Linked DNA regions of Rattus norvegicus: region 1 is linked to region 2. Evidence: chromatin contacts called from public Hi-C data. All regions are on one chromosome and are shown on one strand. The core of a region is the stretch at or near the end of the contact, and the rest is flanking DNA. Distances in the headings are between cores, read along the strand shown.

Region 1 (6,488 bases), core at 3,805-6,304, 470 kb after region 2:
GGATGGAAGAATGGATTTTTTTTTCAATTTTATTTTAAAGAGTTAAATCTGGTGGAGAAATGGCTGAACAACTAAGAATGCTCGCTGCTTTGCTACAAGGACTGATCCTAATCCCTAAGTAACACCCTGACCTCTCACAAACATGCATATTACAACCCAGCGTTGTCTTCTCTCCCACAGAGACATGCATACACACATACACACGTGTTCACACAATTAAAGGCATTCATTACAACTCTTGGCTTAAACTTCTGTATATGGGTGTGTGTGTATAAAACTCAAACAAAACAGATGTGCTGGTGAATTCTTTTTTTTTAAAGATTTATTCATTTATTATATATAAGTACACTGTAGCTGTCTTCAGATACACCAGAAGAGGGAATCGGATCTCTTTACAGATGGTTGTGAGCCACCATGTGGTCGCTGGGAATTGAACTCATGACCTCTGGAAGAGCAGTCGGGTGCTCTTAACCACTGAGCCATCTCTCCAGCCCAAGGTGAATTCTTATAATCCTCGCATTTTCAAGGAGAAGACAGGAGGATCAGGAGTTCAATGTCCTCCTTGACTACTTATAAAGTTTGAGCTGGCACACACGCACGCACACACATGCACACAAGTAAAATGTTATAAAAGACTTGACCTATTTCAACACATGTCCAATTCATCTTGATATGGTTTGTAATTTTTCCTTACTATTTTTTGATATCTGGAGGTGACACCCTTGTTTCCGTAATAATACTGATGGCTGGATCTTCTGGCTGTCCAGGACTGCAGGACTTCGGTTGACTTCGGAGTACCATAAAAGAACCTAAATGATATTCCATTGACTTTCCCTTTTCCTCCATTTTTAAATTCATTTGCTTATGTTCAAGTCTCTTTCCCATTTCTAATTAGACTACTGTTTTGGGTTTTGAGGTTAGAGTCTGGAGGATGGACTTGAGGTATTGTCGATGTATACATTTATTGCAATTAATTTTCCTTCAAACACTACTGTAAAGGTATCCCATAAAATTTTATATGCCCCACTTTGAGTTTTTCTTCTTTCCCCTTAATATTTTATGGTTTCTTTTTGTTTGTCTTGCTTAAGCTGTAAGCCATACGATACTTAAACACACACGGTACTTATAAAGTACTTGGAAATATCATTCTACTTTTCAGTCAACTGATATCTATTTTGCATGTGTTGTAACAAAAATTCAAATACACACATATATGAATAAATAAATCCATTTAAATAAATAAATAAAAATTTTTTAAAACCCACTTTGTGAAATCTAGATGTGGCAGTGCACTCTTGGAACCCCTATATCAAAAAGTAGTAATAGGAGGACTAGGAATTGGTGATCAACTTAAGCTCCATAGCAAAGTCAGATTATAAAGCTAATACATATTTAAACAAATGCATCACCTTCTGTATTATTTCAATTGTTCATGTTTTGAGGTTTGTTTTCTAGGCATATGCTTTTATTTCATTTACTTTTTAATGCTGGCCTAAATCTGATGCATTCTGCCATGGCATCTTTGTGTGTGTATGAGTGTGAGTGTGAGTGTGTGTGTGTGTGTGTGTGTGTGTGTGTGTATGAACATGAGAGTGTGTGTGTGTGTATGTATGCCCGTGAGAGTGAGTGTGTGTGTGTGTGTGTGTGTGTGTGTGTGAGCGCGAAAGTATGTGTATGTGTTGTATGGTTAAATTTTGTTTGTTTCTCTAGCCCCCAAACCCCTTCGTTAACTCTTCTTTAGACTTGTCTTATACTATTCCCGTGATGTTGGAGAAAGGGCATCCAGACTCCTTACTTTATCTTGGTAGCATTTTGATCCCCAAGCTGACGTTTGTAAGCATGAATTAGAATGCAGCCACAGTTCCTTCTGTGGTGTTTGACTATAGAAAATAGTAATTTCCTAGCTGGACAATGGTGGTGCATGGCTTTAATTCCAAGTACTCTAGAGGCAGAGGCAAACAGATCTCTGAGTTCAAGACCAGCCTGACCTATACAGTGAGTGCCAGGGTAGCCAGGGCTACACAGAGAAATCCTGTCTTGAAAAAGACAAACTGGAAAGAAAAATTAAAACAACATTGTCCCAGTAATTACTATCCTTGTGGGCCACTGTTTTTTCTGATCCCATCAAACAAACAACTAAAATAATAACAAATAAGCAAACAAATAAAAACCAGCCAGAGCAGAAGTGAAGGGACTGAGGAGCATGGCTGTCCTCAGAGCCAGAGTCTTCAGCCTTCTCTTCTCTACATAGTCTCAACTTGTCACAGTCTCCTTCTATCTGTTTTATACATATTCTTCAGGGAAATTGGTGGTATTTAGTAGAGGTTTTCAGAAAAAAAATTATTCCATGTTCCTATACACAAAAGTTTGCTTCTTTCTTTTTCTGTGTTCCTTTCATTTGGAACTGGGAGGCCACCAGGCAACTTTTACATCAGTTTACTTACGGAAGTTAAACATAAAATTATTAACGAGTTTTCACTGAAAGGGAAAACTTCAGATTGAGGAAACACCTCCCATGATAAGTCATATTTAACATGCCTTTCTCTTCTGCCCACCAATTTCTTTCTGCTTGTTTCATGAAGAGTTCCACTCTAATAAATTTCCTCCAGGTACTAGCTTCACTGTTTACAGTGACCTTTTCTCATTTCAAAGTAGTTACTGAATGGCGTCCCATGGGAGTCTCATCCTCTTGGCTTATTTTGATTCCCCTATGCCTATTATAAAACCTAGGAGACAAATGTTTAACTGCTGAATAACTGAACAGTCACTGTGATTTAAATTTCCCATTCCACGTCTGTCACCTACTTTGTGCACCTTGAAGATACAAGGCCTTTAAATTTGCACTGTACAATTCTCCACCCAACACTCTCTAGGTTGGTGGTTAAGACTCTCGCAAAAAGTTGCCCAGAATTTTTCAGTCTAGGAGAAAAGCCACTGCAAACTTCAGCACATGTTTAAGGTCAAGTTCTGCTGTGTAGAACTGCATGCAGTTTTCGATTACAGACAGGTAGGGTTCCATGATGTTTCCCTTATGGGCATGTGATATTCACCCCTGCTGCTCCTAAAGCGACCTTTGAACAATATAATAACCTTCAAATCCATCGGTGGGCTGTTTCCTAGTTCTCTGACTTCAACAATTAATGTTTAGGCAAGTCATGATTTGATTTGTCAAATAGTATTTAACATGTGTGCGTTCCAGGAGAGGGATGTGGACCTCTGACTCAGATAAGACACTGAACTTAACTTTTGACTTACTACAAACACAACTTAATGTAATATACAGTCACTACAGAATTTTCACTTGCATATGAAAATGTAGGTCTCCTGCATTGTGCTCCGTGTCTTTGGCTAAAATGTTAACGATGCTTACTTTGCTACTTGGCTTTACATTCTGCATAAGGAATTATTTGAAGACTGAATTCACTCCACTTTAGATAGAAAGTATGGAAAGGCTTGTACATGGGAAATCTCATTGCATGCTAGAATGGAAATCCACCGGGAAGTGGGGGGAGTTCATTTTATTGCCTGAGAGCTGTTGATATCCTCCCTGAATCTTTCAAAGGCATCTTTCATGCCGCACAGGCAACCCACAGTCAGTAAGAGAACAGAAAGAACACTTCTCTCATGTGTCAATCTCAGCAAACTTGCATAGCAGCTGTGCTAGGTGGTGATGGGGATTATCACAAGACCCAATTGCAGGGTTTTGCCTGCTGGAAGAGACACCCCAGCCTCTCAGGGGACCACTTTGCTGGAGATGGTGGCAATAATGCATCTCCGTTGCTAGTGGATATTGTGGCCATGTAGTACAAAATTGGTGCTAGATAAAAATCAGAAAGTAATAAAAATGCAAAGAGGAAAACTGGGAGGTCTGGTTTTGTTTCGAAGTCTCAAAGAGGGAGAATAAAACAAATGTGCTAGGTTTGTTGCGTTTACAGTAAAGAAAACATTAGATATGCCTTTAATGAAGCAAACTCTCGGGGCAGGGCATTCAGTCTTCCCGTCTGAGAACCGTTTGGTTGCGTTGAGAAATAAAGTTGCAAAGTAAGCATGTTCAGACCTTTATTTGCTATTTTTTGTAGTTCTCTCTCTCTCTCTCTCTCTCTCTCTCTCTCTCTCTCTCTCTCCTCCCCCTCCTTCCCTTCCTCCCTCCCTTTCTCCCTCCCTCCCTTTCTCCCTCCCTCTCTCCCTCTCTCCTCTGAGCCAGAGTTTTCTGTGCAAATGAAGCAGGCGTTGTAAGAATGAGATTCACTTTGGACGACTCTTCACATTCCAAGTCATGACTGCGTTAAGCAGCACAATCCCATCTCTGGTTGATGGGCAGAAAAAGTGGGCAGCTTGCCAGGTAGACGTTTCCATGACTCCCAGCCCCCAAAGGTGATGCGTTTTTCAGCTAATTCAATGAAGAGTGGGCTGAACTTTGGGTCTAAACGAGACAATAGCTGCCTTCGCAGTATCAGCAGAATGGTTGATGGGAATGCGCTCACTCTACATTTGGCAGAGAATCATGTGACCTGACGGCTGAGATTTTGTGATGGTGCCAACGGAGACTTGGAAGCAGCAAACTGGCCTGACTTTTTTCTTCTTTTCTAGCAAGGATCAGAAAATGGTGGATCTTAATACTTGACTTTAGCCAGACTCAGCAAGCAACTGAGCTTTGAAGCACAACTTCGCCTTTATTCTGGGCTTTTGGCAGGCCACCAGGAGGCTGTCCCTTTCACGCCTGATAAATTCTGCTGCTTATCTCGAAAGAGAGAGAGAAAAGGAAAATAATAACAGAATATTGAGGCATAACAAGTGAATCCTAAAATTGTATGTGCTTTTTCTTCTTTTTCCTTCTCTTTTTTAACCTTTTCTGACTGCTGATTTTTAAAAATTTTATGTTAATACCCCTTTTTTGGTTATTGAAGAATTCAAGTAGTTGGGGTTATTTATTTATGTATGTATTTGGTTTATAATGAACAGGCGTTTGAACTGGTCGAACAGGACTACGGAGCAGTGAGCATGAGATCATTGTAGCCGAGTAGCAAGCTGGCACCCAGCCTTTCCACCCCTTCGCTTCGGGAGACGAACGTGTGCAAACCTCATTCCTCAAGTCAGCACAGCCTGGAAGGCTTCTGGGTCTCTCCCACCTTCTACCATTCTGCTGCCAGTGGATGGCAACGATTGGTGCAGATTCTGCGCAGTGCTTTGTGCCTGGAATACGGACAAGGAAGAGAAGGAAGACAAGCCCTCTGGACCTCCTTCTCTGAGAAATACCAGGAGCCCTGAAGAAACTGCAAATAAAAACCCAAACCAAACAAAAACCTGAGCTGCTCAGTATTCGCAAGAGTGCTGAAAAATACTGATAATAATGAGATATGGCTGCGTGAAAACAAAAACAAACAAAAATGCAAACCAAGACAAACAGACAAACCAAAAGGAAAAAAAAAGCAAACTTTGGTTTGTCTAACTCCTGAGACACCGGCCTTCGTTAAGCAGCTTTGAAAACAACACAATCCAATGAGCCTTCTTTGCTTTTATTTATTTATTCTTATTATTATTTCAAAAACAATGGCCTAAGAGCAGTACATTGCACTTGGTGAACCCGCACTTTCATATCAGGTATAACTTTTTTTTTGTTTCTTTTTATGCTTTCAGTTACATAGATCAGGGTCCTTGCAGTTTCAGTTTATTCTCATTAACTCATTACCCACTTTCTACTTTTTTCTTTTGCTTTCTTACTCTAATCGTGATTAGCATAGACACTAAACTAAAATTAGAAAACGATAAACATATAGCTCCTGCTTTGGTTGTGCACAGAAGTTTTAGGCAGACTGTGGTGTGTGTTATCTCTGATTTTTGTGTCCAGTAATGTATTTCGTGGGCTTGGGAATCGGTAGTACAGAAAGCAAAACCTATTTTGTGACTCCTAATTTGAAATGGAAAAAGAAGGGATCTCTCCAATTCTAAGAAGAGATCTCGCTTCAGAAATGCATCCATAGACTGCTAAAAAAATAAATTGACTTTTTCACACTGGTTGCAGTAGAAGAGAAATGGGGATAAAAAGAGTGTATGTATTCTCCATTGCGATGTAAAAAGTAGCTTGTTTCTTAATAATTCTACTTCTAAAAATACAAGGAGAAGAATTTGCCCTAAAGCAGTTGCGAAGTGTTGGACGCTGCCCTTCACTGCTGCGGTGGGGAAAGTCTGTACAAACTTGCTTCAAGTTCAGAGTTTCTTTGGCTCGGCAGGTGAAAACATTGCATTCTAATTATTTTGTCTATTTGTAGAAGGAAATTGCTGAGCAAGTTCAACATCTTGTAACAAAATGCAAGGTTTTTTTTTCTTAGTGGGAAGGACTAGATGATATATTCTTTTTTTAATTTTTTAAATGTTTCTAAACATGCAGGAAAATCTCTGAAAAGGAAAAAAAAACGCTTTGGGATATACAATGTGTATCAATCAAGATTACAATTTTCATCCTAAGAACTGACATAAGAGTATCTGTG
Region 2 (7,209 bases), core at 775-3,274:
AAGTTGCAGGCAGTTGTGAGGCAAATGTGTTGCTTCTTCAAGAACACCATGAGGCGTTAACTGCTGAGGCATCTATGCAGCAGCAGGTAAGACAAAAAGTCCCTAGAGCTGGGGCTGTGACTCAGCAGAAATGTGTGCTTCTGTGAACAAAGCACTGAGCACAGTCCGCAGCATGGCAGAGCAGCAACAGAAAGAGCTGCTGCACATCAGGAACTTAGAGGAGTATGTGCTCAGTGAAGACATCTGCAAGATACAGGAGGACTGGGTCCAGCTAACAAAACTGTGAAAGGTACAGTTGGGTAAGATCCTTAGGCTGTGTTCCTTGAGATGTTCTCAGGTTGTGACTTAGATAGCAGAGAATATTATTTCTAAGATTTTTTTGTACATATAAACTGAGTCATATATGTGTGTCAATTATATTGACTATATGGACTATAGAAGAATACATAGGAACTCCTGAATGATGTACTAGCAACTGTGGCAGAACTTTCCCCTGATGAATAAAGATTTCAAGGAGCCAATCACTGGGTGAGTCGTCGGGACTTCCGGGTGGGAGTTTTCAAATCTGGACACAACCTACATCTGTCAGCAGTAAACTGACAAATTACACCATATGCATGCAGTGGATTCTTACCCAGAGCTAAAAGCATGCCAACTGAAGCCACTTATATCAATGGGAATAAATCATGAATGAATGATGCCAGACAGTTTTGTACCCAGTATGGTTTCATGTATTAAATGTTCCAAAATCCAAGTCAAAGCCAAATTACAAGAAGGCACTCACAGATGGTTAAACTAAATTAAAAATAGAAGGTGGATAAAGATGACCAACTATTTCAAGAAATGGTTCCATTTAAGTGTGATGTGTGATTTGAAAGGGATATCCAGAGTCCTTTGGGATTGCTTCCAGTATGTGATTTCATTTTAAAAGTTTGGTTTACATGCTTTCAATGGGCACTGCCAATTTGGGGAGTAGATGAGAGGCCTTAGCTCTGTGAAGCTCTGACCACATTTGCTGTAACTTAATATGATGATACAGAGACGCAGAGGGCCAGAACTGAGTCTGAGGGCATTAAAGGCCCCTACACAAAGAACTACAGACAAACAGGAATGCTCAGAGTGGATGAAGCAGTCTTCCCCAGAAAAGAACACATCAATTGATTATCCAAAAGCAAATTGTAAGCCCTGAAAACATATACAAGTAACATACAGACTGAGCAGGTTATATTTAGGAATACATATTATGTATATACATACATGTATGTAATATCCATTAATGAAAAAAGAAGCCAGGATTTGAAAGAGAGCAAGAAGGGGAGGGATTTATGGGTAGGAAAGGGAGAAATGGTGTGGTTACACTAACCCAAAAAGAAAAGGTCTGTGTTGGTAGGAAACCCACAAAATACAGAGTGGCAAATGAAGGAGGTAAGATCTGATATGTTACTTTAAGGGACAATTTTTTCTCAAATGGAGGAACAGTCACCTTTGAGACACCCTTAAGTAAGAGCAGTGAGGTGAAAGATACTGCTAAACCTAGATGGGGACCACAGAGGCGTGATGGAGTGGGTTCAGCAGTTCAGAGAGTACCGAAGAGGTGGTTATAACAGGATTGCTGACCACACAGCAAGAAAGCAAGATGCCTCACACACTAGAGAAAATGTTCAAACAGGGCCAATCCATCACTGTACTGGGGGAAAAGGAAACTGTTTTCAATGTCAGAGGAAAAACCTGACTGTGTTCTAATAAGGACTATGTCCTAAAAGGAGAACTAAAATGCTCTCTTCTCCCCATCAAACAACAGAAGAGAAAACCAAAATAAGGGGGCAGCAAAAAGAATGAGGGGTATATTTAGTGATGGCAATCTGTTGCTACTTGTTGTCTTCAGCCATTGTCATCATGAATGTTGTCATTCTTTAAATTTCTCTATAATAACTGTTAAAATGCTTCTAGTTCAAGGAAGAGACTAGCTATGTTTAGATGGCTGAACTGTTTTCTTCTCAATTCCCAGTAGGTGGTGTCATAACCCTGCATTTGAGAACTTACGCAGTAAAATAAGATTGCAAGACAGAATTCCTATCCTGCTCAAATGTGTGTGTTTTAGTCTCAAAAGTAGTTTTGTTTTCATGTTGTGAGACCATGAACATTTAAATTCTGTGTATACTTATTTAATTTACATTTTTATCAAAGTTATAGAATATATATGTATATGTTTTCTCTCTCTCCTTTATTCTCAAGAGTTATAAAAAACGAATTGCTTAGTCAACAGAACAAGATGACCAAAAGGGTTAACGGTGTTAGACAATTTTCCACCCTGGTTTTGTGCCCATGTCTCTTAGCTGTAGTTACCAAGACACTGTACCTATCCTGGATACAAATCAGCTGTGGCAAACCCGCTGCTCTTACTAGTGTAACAGCTCTTTTGATTGTAGATTTTTTTCCAGGTTTTGTTTTTCAAGTGTCTTCACTGGCAATGATTGACCGCGCTGCAATTCTACTCTATCTAGCTCAGCGGAGTGTAGATGTAAAATTCAAAACCTACTACTGCCGAAGCCCTTTGGATTGCATTTGGCAATCCACTGTGTGTGCTCACATAGTTGTTCTCAAAACCTCTGTCCAAGGATGACTCCCAATACTCCATGAGACATTTCAGTGTTTTGGTATCTCCAAGACTTGATTATATAACCTTCCATGGTAAGATCAGTGCATGAATGTAGGTTTTGTGGCCAGCAATATGCTTGTTTTCAAATCAGCAAAAGTGTATAGTAAATGTTGAATAAATATGATACAATTTAAACCATTACCTTCTAATACTACAGCCAGGAAGTAGTTGCAGTGGGAAAGCTATTGTTAGATAACTTGGTGCTTGTGAGCCGTCAGGAGTCCGGAGCCAGAAAGGGCGTGCTCTCTGTCTATGCCCTGCTCTTTAGCAGGGTGCTTATGGCAAAATTGTACTTCCCTCCTGGATAAGGCTCAGTAGAGAAGTAAAAACCCCATTCCCTTTGCATTTTTCTCTGATAACTAGAAATTAAACTGAGGTAACTCTAAATCAAAGTTGTTTATTTTAAACTTGCACGGACATCTTACCCAACTTGAGCAGATGTTGAACATCACTGTCCTTGAGAAGATCAAGGAGCGTGGCACAGCCTGACAGAACACAGGAAGTTTGCTGTTACTCAAGAACGTTGTCCCCTTTACTACATCTGCATATACAGTAACTTGAAGAACCATTTCTCAAGAAAGTGCATTTTATTCTAAATTCTGGTGGTCTCTGGTATATAAAAATATCAACCTTCCTTTTGAAAATTCTTTTTCATTTATTGAGATTTTAAAATTATATCATTTCTTCCATACAAACCCACCTATCCTTACTACTTCTCTTTCAAATACATGGCTTCTTTTCATTAGTTGTCGATACACGCATGCATGCATACATATATACCCACATACATACACATACACATATGTGTTCCTAAATACATAAACACAACATCCCAGTCTGTGCAATACTACTTTATGTATGTTCTTGGTGTCCCCCATTTGATATTTGATAAGCAATTGATGTGCCCTTCCCTTGGCTATTTCTTCTGCTCTCAACATTCATTATTGCTTGCTAGTGTTGGTAGTGCTGTAAGATTCTGGGCTTTCTCTGTGCCTGTTAGCTTGGTTTTTGTTCCTCCTTTTACTATACCTCAAAGCTAAAACCCAGTATCCATGGCTAGTTGATTAGTTGCACTACATCTAACTGATATTGAAGACTTATCCTGAAGTACCTCAATCAATGGAATACAGGCACTGACTAAGAAAACAATTCAGTTGTTGGAAGGCGCCAGGATTGTGATTATTTGCACAAAGCCACAGAAAACCAATGACTCAGACAGTGAGTTATGAAGATAATCCAAATGAGTTTTTGAGTGTGTAAAGTGGTTAAAGGATAGAAACAGACTGCAGGACCTCCTCTCCTCTTATGCTGGAAGTGGGGTGCATTTTAGTAGTCGGCATATTACTGTGCCTGATAGTTTTGGTATGATGGTGTACTGGCTGGTTGTGTGAGTCAACTTGACACAAGCTGGAGCTATCACAGAGAAAGGAGCCTTCCTTGAGGAAATGCCTCCATGAGATCCAACTGTCAGGCATTTTCTCAATTAGTGATCTAGAGTGGGAGGGCCCATGTGGGTGATACCATCCCTGGGCTGGTGGTCCTGGGTTCTATAAGAAAGCAAGCTGAGCAAGCCAGGGGAAGCAAGCCAGTAAGCAGCATTCCTACATGGCCTCTGCATTAGCTCCCACTTCCAAGTTTCTAACCTGTGTGAGCTTCTGTACTGAGTTCCTTTGGTGATGAACAATGTGGAAAAGTAAGCTGAATAAAACCCTTTCCTCTCCAAGTTGATTCTTGGTCATGATGTTTTATGCAGGAATACAAACCCTAACTAAGACAGATGGGACAGTGTTCATAGTAGTCTTCCATAAAAAACTCAGCGGACTATTACTCAAAATGTGTCTTTTTAGTCTTTGGGAGAGTCATACATTCCTTTTTTAAACATACATACCCAAAATATATTGTCTATGTGTATACTATAGTCTACTTAGACACTTCATCGTATGTACAGTATGACAGTTTGATGTAAATGGTTTATGTATTGGAAAAGCTTTTGATGTTGGGGGAACTTTTAGTTCTGCTTTAACAATGTCTTGATACCTGTCAGTGAGACAGGGAATCCATGAATCTTTGCTCTCTGCTAAACGATTGGTAATATGATCTGAGCTAAAGAAACTGGGCTACCCCTCTGAGGATAATGTATTTTGAGTGGAAGGAGGAAAGGATGAAGGAATGTTTCCAGCAGCCCCTTACTTCCTGCAGTTCCTTAGGAGAGGAATCCAACAGTGCCTGCATCCTAGAGCTCCAGAGAAGATCTTCTTGGGGCTCTTCTGAGCCTAGTTCTCCATGTCTCCTGCCAACTGCGTAAGATCTGCATACATTTTCATTTGCACCTAGGTTGGACAGCCTGTATGTCCCTTACTTTCAAGTAACTATAAATCTCAGAAGTTATGAAAGAAAGCTCTGAAAATTTTAATGAATTCTGTACCAAACAAGGGAAAGAACATACATTTGTATGGAGATGGTATGAAAGAGTTAATTTTAAATATGTGCTATGATCCTTAATAGCTTTAAATATGATCAGGATTCTGTCGACCTCTATAGTTGAGATGATAGGGAATGGCTTTCCACTCTAGTAACTTCAAAGGTGCTTTGATATACACACTCTAATTACAGGAATTTACTTCTTAAAGATACATAGTTATCTGACAGGTTAGGATGTCGACCAGTGGCAGAGAACCAGCTGGCATGTGCAAGACCCCGGGTCTAATTTCCAAACTGAAGAATTTGATGTCATTTAAGTTAGTATTTTAATAATTTATGTCTGTGTGAGTATTTTGGCAATTTTTTCACTAAGTGAAATTGCTTTCAAACAGAAACAAATGTCTTCATTTGGTAAAATATGTACATATTTTATTATATATTATATAATAATATATAATAATATATAATATATTATATATATTGAGTGGCACCTTTGTGCTATTAAGTAAGCAGATACTTAAAGTAATGTCTGCCTAAAAGTTGTAGGACAACATTTTTGTTTAAATTTATTTTTATCAGATACTAAATTTTTGAGATATTGTTATATGTATTCACATACACACATATAGCATTATATGTAATACTATGACACATGTATCCATGGTATGTTTTCACTTTTAAATCAGCGTAAATGTTCATTATCTCAAATCTCCATGGTAAGAACTTTTTCTGGAAGATGGGGAGGAAAGATTGGAGGAGCCAGAGGGATCAAGGACACCGGGAGAATTGATCAGGTCTCAGAGGTTCACAGAGATTGGGGAACCTATAGGGGTGGGACCTAGGTCCTGTGCATATACAATATGGTTATATAGCTCAGTGTTCCTGTGGGACACCTAGTAGTGAGAGCAGTGGTGGCTCTAACTCTTTTTGCTTGCCCTTTGGACCATTTATTCTCCATGCTGGGTCATTTCATGCAGCCTTGATGTAAGAATATGTGCTGGGTCTTTTTTTTTCTTTTTTCCGGAGCTGAGGACCAAACCCAGGGCCTTGCGCTTGCTCTACCACTGAGCTAAATCCCCAACCCCACTGGGTCTTATTGTAGTTTGTTATGGAGTGTTTGGTTGATGTCCCTAGAAGGCCTGCTGGTTTCTTAGATCCAGAGTAAAGGAGAGGTGGGGGGAGAGATTCGGGTAAACTGCAGTAGTCTTGTAATATATGAGAGAAGGATAAATAAAAAGGAAAAATATCAAAATAGTTTAAAAACAACCTTCCTTCTTCTCTGTCCAGCTTTCTGAAGTGTACTACTGTGGTTCTGAAGTGCTGCCTATTGGTCAACCTTTGTCCATCCCTCCTTCCTCCCTATTTTACCCAGTCTGGTTACCACAACTCTAATCTCAACTTCTATGAGATGAGACCACAAGTTTTGAAAGGAATGTTCTAAAATTCCGGGCATTATTATGGTTTATGAGTGATGTTTTAAATGATAAGCTTTGTACCTGCTGAATTTATAGTGGTTTGAAAGTGTGTATTATTCAAGAACCAATCAACAGAAAGGGCCCATTAACATAATTTAAAGGAGAAAGTTAAATATATAATGTGCACATTAACCACCAATGGAGAAAGAGTTCTAACTGATAACGAATCAGTGAGGTAGTGAATAGCCATTATCACTAGGCCTAAGGAAGATCAGCTGAGGATAGAATAATTGGATACTCCTCCCTGCTGCTGGAGTACCAAGGCCATGGCCTGTTAGGACCATAGTCTTCTGGGTGGGGGAGAACTTCACCTAGACACATTGCAAAGAAAAATTGCTAGGAGGCTACTTTTGATGGTGTTTGGGAACTGTTAAGGGGAAATGTTACCCTGTTAATTCTCAGGGAAGGTGGCTAAGGGGATGAAGTGCTGGAAAGATGGCTTCTAAAATGTTGGTGATGTTGCCCTTGAGAGATCCTGTCATGGGTTCCTCCTGTAGTCCAGTACGCTGCACACTGCAGCTGCAAGGAGAGCAAACAACAGGGGGAGAAAACCTCTTCTCCCCGAGTTGACCTCTAAAGAGACTTGTTCACAATTCTTCACAGCTCACCCTTTGTCAATGGAAAGCTATTTGCAAGGTTCATCTCCAGTGTCAA

Evidence for each region. A called contact is a pair of places that touch in the nucleus more often than the background predicts.
Region 1: a contact with region 2 is called in a Hi-C map of psoas muscle, with 2.8 times the contacts expected there. The contact joins two enhancer-like sites. A contact is called at or near these places in 2 of 12 Hi-C or Micro-C datasets (Schwann cells and psoas muscle) and 1 of 1 datasets of contacts at active chromatin or transcription factors (oligodendrocytes).

What each region holds. Positions count from the first base shown.
Region 1 is chr11:29,678,462-29,684,949 of GRCr8, forward strand. LOC103693508 (a long non-coding RNA gene) reads left to right here. Exons shown (of 9, transcript XR_010056223.1): 6 at 1-4,809; 7 at 4,963-5,601. Among named protein-coding and RNA genes, the nearest start is that of Mir99a, 5.7 kb to the right of the region's middle. Within about 2 kb of position 5,055, at least 58 of the 93 cell types and tissues checked have an H3K27ac peak or open chromatin away from gene starts, as enhancers often do.
Region 2 is chr11:29,209,562-29,216,770 of GRCr8, forward strand. No RefSeq gene overlaps it. Among named protein-coding and RNA genes, the nearest start is that of Usp25, 120 kb to the left of the region's middle. Within about 2 kb of position 2,025, at least 3 of the 93 cell types and tissues checked have an H3K27ac peak or open chromatin away from gene starts, as enhancers often do.